2 separate regions of the Rattus norvegicus genome follow, and region 1 is linked to region 2. Evidence: chromatin contacts called from public Hi-C data. All regions are on one chromosome and are shown on one strand. The core of a region is the stretch at or near the end of the contact, and the rest is flanking DNA. Distances in the headings are between cores, read along the strand shown. Region 1 holds the start of Lamc2 (laminin subunit gamma 2). Region 2 overlaps Nmnat2 (nicotinamide nucleotide adenylyltransferase 2).

The links. A called contact is a pair of places that touch in the nucleus more often than the background predicts.
Region 1: a Hi-C map of the A7r5 cell line shows a contact between it and region 2, with 3 times the contacts expected there. The contact joins the promoter of Lamc2 here to the enhancer-like site in region 2. A contact is called at or near these places in 6 of 12 Hi-C or Micro-C datasets (the A7r5 cell line, hepatocytes, kidney and 2 more).

The regions. Positions count from the first base shown.
Region 1 is chr13:67,893,306-67,896,207 of GRCr8, forward strand. Lamc2 (laminin subunit gamma 2) reads right to left here and starts at 1,389. Exons shown (of 24, transcript NM_001100640.2): 1 at 1,246-1,389; 2 at 895-1,094. The coding sequence starts at 973.
Region 2 is chr13:67,812,822-67,815,897 of GRCr8, forward strand. All of the region lies in intron 8 of Nmnat2 (nicotinamide nucleotide adenylyltransferase 2), which reads left to right. Among named protein-coding and RNA genes, the nearest start is that of Lamc2, 80 kb to the right of the region's middle. Within about 2 kb of position 1,665, at least 18 of the 93 cell types and tissues checked have an H3K27ac peak or open chromatin away from gene starts, as enhancers often do. A contact at or near this core is called in the A7r5 cell line, where this site is marked.

The sequences.
Region 1 (2,902 bases), core at 139-2,638, 80 kb after region 2:
TTCACATATCTAAAGTACACAACAGGTTTTGATCCGACTAGTGCAAAGGTTACTGTGGTCAAGAAGATGAACGTGATATGTCTATCCTTCCACAGATACCCCTTTTTGGTGACAATTTTGCATGATCGATGCACTGTGACCTCGGATCCATGGCAGTGGTGACTAGAATGCCACGGAGTTCAGGAAGCAACAATAAACCTGAATGTGAAAAGTCGTGTGATCAGAGGAAAGAGCCTCTGCTAAATGACAGGGAAACCCCGCACTATGTGTCATCATAGTTGACAGGGCACATGTACACGAAAAACAGTCGCTAGGTTCTCACAATGTTTTGTTTGCATGAACTTAACTCCTCACTCAGGACAGCCACCGGGTACTCTCTCAGTAAGAGTAAATGATACTTGAGGTTTGAGTCCAATAAATACATGGAAGGTGAAACTTGTAAAAAGTAACACTTGCAGTTTTGGGTATTACCAAAACGCTTAAAGTTCACGCTCTATCTCAAAAATACAACACGGATAACAAGGGGATTAAGGAAGTTCTGTTTTTAGTCTGCGTGGTGCTGCCGGGCATGGTAAATTACAGGGACAGTTTAAAGACTAGCATGTTACTGATTGATCGTGTGTGGAGGGGTCCCCTAGTGCCAAAGAAAAGAAAGGGAGGAAATTGAAAGAGGAATGGCTTTAGGGCGAGGAAACCCTTGGCTGGCACAACCCAACAGCTTCGAGTTTTTATCTCCAGGGGCTTTATGGGAAAACTGTCACTTTAGAGTGACTCTGAAGGAGCCCCAGGTAGGGAGATGGGCGCCCTGCAGAGATCCAGGTGAATTCAACCACCATCACCATCACCATCACCAGGGAAGGGCAAGTTGGCCTGAGGCGCGGTGGGAGCACTCACCTTCTCTCCTGGAGGTGGCCTGGGCTGCTGGCAGCAGGAGCGCGACCCCGAGGCAGCAGCTGAGCCAGAGCGCAGGCATGGCCGGGCCGCGCTCGGTCGCTGCCGCTGCGGGTGCCTGCCGGGCGCCGGAGTCTTCGCCCCGCTGTGCCTTCCTTTTACCTCGATCAGGTGTTTTATCGACTCTTCTACCTGACTCAGTCCTGACAGGAAGAGAGTTGGTGTTTCGGGGCGTGACTCACCTGTGAACAAGGAGGACCCAACCCTCCGAGGCAGACAAACACTCAGCGCACGCCGAGCAGTAAACCCGCTCACTGCGGCCCGGGCTCCCCCCTCCGCAACCGGGGCGCACACCTGGCCCCGCCGAGGGCGTGGTGCAGAGGCTGCGGTCTAGAGATCCTTCTGGAATGTACCACATCCTCCCCCCCCCCCCGCACCCCTTTACACACAGCCGTTCTCTCCCGGGGTGGTCCTGGAGGGAACTCAGGGTGATAGACATCAGCCACCTCTTCCTCAAACCAGGGTGGAGAGAGGACACGGATGCTGATCTCGGTCACAGTCGGAAGCCCCCTCCACTCTGGTCTAAAACACAGAGAGGCAAATTAACCAGACTGAGGGACCCAACAAGATCCTCTTCACTCTCAGGGCAACTTTAATTCTGAGCTGCAGCAGGTATTTTATTCACACCTAAACACACACACACACACACACACACACACACACACACACACACACACACACACACTCTACCACCAGGGTGACCCAAAGATTCTTTCCTGGGTCTACCTACCCCCTTAACCTTGAGATAGCAAACTCATTAAATTACTAACAGTTTGCAGGCCAGCCTCCAAAGAGCTAGTTCACAGTTGGTAGTCAACAAGCCTTCTGTTCATAAGGGAAAAAGGACCATGATTTCCTAGTCTTTTAACATCTTAGAGCATATTTTGTCATGCCATTCACTCTGGCCCCGCTGGAGCGACGTTAAGAGGAACGGTACCAGTCAAGTCCATGTGCTAGCCGAGGTGAGTAACACCAAGTGGGGGAGGGGAGGCAATCTTGGCCTATCCTACACCGTCCTGGGAACTTCTCCTAAGGTGAATAATTCAGAAGTGACTGTCAGAGAAGGCTTTCCAATCCTGCTAGAGATTTAAGATTTACTAGTATTTCTATAGACACAATGTATCCACCACAACCAATAAACACTCCCTTTTCCCATGGTAAGGACAGCAAAGGCCCTCAATAAATACCTAGTCAGTGACTAAATGAATGACGGTACTGTAGATAGCTCTGCAGCCAACACTCTAAGATAACTAACAATGTAAGCCATGCATATTGTCAGAGGGTGTGAGAATTCCCATTTCTAAGTAGTAGTGACCAGTGTAGGCTGACCGGGAGAGATGTGTCTGGCTTTGTATAGAACATAGAGTCCGAAGTAGATGCCTGGTTCTAACCAGGAAGTGGGTAAAGCACTGAAGAACAACAGAAGCAAGATGGGCTACTACAGACAGGCTGACATCTCTAAAATCTAGCGCAAAATGAACGATAGAACGGGCATTCTAATTCTCTTAACCTAGACTTAACTCTCTTCTACTCCGTCCAAATAATGTGAAGATCCTTCTCACTCAAAATCGGTGTCCAGCTACTGCTAACGCTACAGTTCCCTGAGATCAGGCATCTACAATTTTGTTTCTTCCAGTAGCTGCTGCGTGGTGGAGAGAGAGAGTGAGACAGAGAGACAGAGACAGAGAGACAGAGACAGAGAGACAGAGACAGAGAGACAGAGACAGAGAGAGACAGAGACAGAGAGAGACAGAGACAAAAAGAGAGAGAGAGACAGAGACAGACAGAGAGACAAACAGAGAGAGACAGAGACAGACAGAGACACAAAGAGAGAGAGAGAGAGAGAGAGAGAGAGAGAGACAGAGCACGCATTTCTGAGTGTCATGAACCTTGCATATCTACCACCCACTGACTGAAAATATTGACCAAGTCCACAGTGCTGGAGGAACAG
Region 2 (3,076 bases), core at 415-2,914:
TTGAACCCCGCTGTCTCAGTAACTGTCGGTTGCTACTTCGTCATTTTTTTTTTCTTTTCTTTTTTTCCGGAGCTGGGGACCGAACCCAGGGCCTTGCACTTGCTAGGCAAGCGCTCTACCACTGAGCCAAATCCCCAACCCCTTCGTCATTCTTTTGTTGCACTTAAGTCCTGGGAATTTAAGTTTATGGTTTCCCACATGCTAGCCACAGAACTATCTCCCTATCCCTTTTTGTATTCTTCTTAAAATTATCCTGTTTCATTTATTATTATATGGCATGCAAGTGCCGGAGCACACAAGTGGAAGTCAGAAGACAACTTTGTGGAGCTGGTTCTCTCTTTCCACCTTTGCGTGGGTGCTGGGGATCGAACTCAGGCTGTCAGACATGTGTGATAAGCACTCCGACCTGCTGAGCCGTCTTTCCAGCCGGTGTTGTTTGTTTGTTTGTTTGTTTTTGTTTTTTGGGGGTTTTTTGTTTTGTTTTGTTTTTCATTTTAAAGATAGGGCTTTCCTAAGTTTTCTTAACTAATGATCCTCCTTCCTCAGCCATGTTAGCAGTTAAGATTAAAGGAGGCCTCACCAGCCTGGGTTCATCCTTTCAGTTTGAAACATTGATTGAGCACCAACTGTTGGCAACAATCACTAGTCTATGGCTAGGAGAACAGAGAGAGATAAAATATTTGGTTAGTCATCTTGCTTTCCAGCAGGAAAGACAATGAATTTTATTCAGCCGTATCTCATAGATTGTCGGACGTAACCCCTTTGAGATGGGATCTCTATTCCCATCTTAAAAATATAGAAAGGGAAAAAAAATATAGAAAGGGGACTGGCAAGGTGGCTCAGTGAGTAAAGGCACTTAGGACAAGACTGATGGCCTGAGTTCAAGCCTCAACTCACGTGGGACAAGGAGAGAACTGGTTCAGGTGGATTGTCCTCTGGCTTCCACACACACAACATGACGTGTACACGTACACACACACACACACACACACACACACACACACACACACACACTAAATAAACAAACATAACAATTTAAAAATATATACAAAGAGGGGGGCTTAAGTAGGTTGGGACTTGCTCTACATAGCACAGCTGTTGATTGGCAGAACAGGGCCTCACGTGATTCTTCAGATCCTTGATTCAGTTAACATGAACCTGTGGAAGAATGACAGGCATCCCTCAAAGCAGGCCCAGGTGAAGGCACAAGCTGGGCATTGAATCACCTGATCCAGGTTAAGTAGTCACAAAGAGAAAAGGTTTTCATGTAGGGAGGAGGCTATGAAAGACCCAGTAGAGGGCACAAGCCTCTGGGAGGCGATGGATGGCTTGGGAGGCGAAGGCAGAGAAGCGAGTCGATCCTTTTCGTTTGGAGAGGCGCTGGTTTTTGATGGAGTGATCTAAATCACTGAGTGTGATCATTGCCTGTACTGGCCATTCTCAGGGTATTGCCATTTTAAACAAGCACGAGTTAATGTTTAACTCAAAGTATTAAATGCCTAAAGGTGTAATTCCAGACACCAGAAGGCGGCCAGTGAGGAAACTCTCTTTCTCTTGAACTTCTTAAAGCCTCGCATTCTTTTCATTGGTTGTGCCCTACATGCCTCCAACCAACCAGTTATGGACTAACCGGCTTCCTACATCCATCAGCTATGGGAACATAACCAAAGAAAATAAACAGAGGAAGAGCTGGGGGCATTAACTACTCCAGAAGAAATCCCAGGGCCCCAGGATAAATGGGGCAAAGACAAACATGTGGTTATTCAGGCTCAGATGACTTTTTATCAAACTGCCTAACTCCAGCCCGGAAGCAGGAAGCCAGCCGGACTCTTCCAGCCCCGGGGGATTAGGTCCCCACATTGCTAAAACCCAAACTGAATAATCCACAGCCGAAAGGGCCTTCAGTCCCAGTGATGCTAAATTTGGAGGCTGATTTCTGCTCAAGGATTTCGTGTAAAAGGCGCTGTGGATTTGGTTTTCTGGCTTTGGACACGAGGCCGGAACTCTGGGCCTTCCCACACTCCCAGTCAAGCTGACAGCGCAGTGGGGTTGGTTTCCTCTGGGAAGCCCCGCTGAAGGAGCTTTCATTTGTTTGCGTCGAGGGCCATCCTGGAAGTGCACTCCTGGCTGCCCGACTCTGATCACACTAGCTCTGGCCTAGCCTTTCCTTCAGAAGGGTAGAAGCCAGAGGGGTACAGAGGATGCTCTGCAGGGGAGTGGTTCTCACAGATGGGGATTTACGCGCGCCATTCTCCCGTTTCTTTCCCCACCTAGAAGTGCCTACAGCTGCATGCTCTAGGGGGCGACAGAGAGCAATGAACTGAGGATACCTGGTAAGGATTGATTTTTTTTTTTTTTTTTTTTTAAGAGCAAGGTGGTGGTGGTCGTGGGTATTTTCCTTCCTTTATGTCTAGTTTTTTTGTTTTGTTTTTCATTTTTTAAAAAAATGATCCATGATTTTCCTGCCTCAGTCCTTGAGTTCTGGGATTATAGGAATACGCCACCACATACACAAGGTATATTTTCAACTTGTGGTATTTTTTTGTTGTTTTTTAAATTTTATTTTATTTTACTTTTTTATGAGAGAAGGTTTCTCTGAGCCCTGGATGTCCTGGAACTGGCTCTGTAGACCAGGCTGGCCCGGAACTCATAGAGATCTGCCTGCCTCTGCCTTCCAAGTGCTGGGATTAGCAGCGTGCCACCACGCCTGGCCGGAGTTGTGATTTTTTTTTTTTTTAAACTGAAGAAGTTTCAAGTCACTATAATATGAGTCTTATCGATGGATCTAGAAGTGTGAAGCGGTGGAAAGAGCGACCCAAGAGGGATCAGATTCGATCACTAGCTGTGTACGTAGGACATGTTCCTGAATCTCATCAAGTTGGTTCCTCCATCTAAGAAATGAGAACGGAGACACGCATCTCAGAAGGCCACTGTAAGGATGAGATGAGATAATAAAGCCCCGGGGAGAGTTGCTGGCACGTGGCAGAGCCCGTGGTAAATGCTTACTGATGGCCCCGTGCATCCCTGACTGCCATCTACAAAAAACACAGGAGGCCGGAGCCGCTGGTGTGCTGGA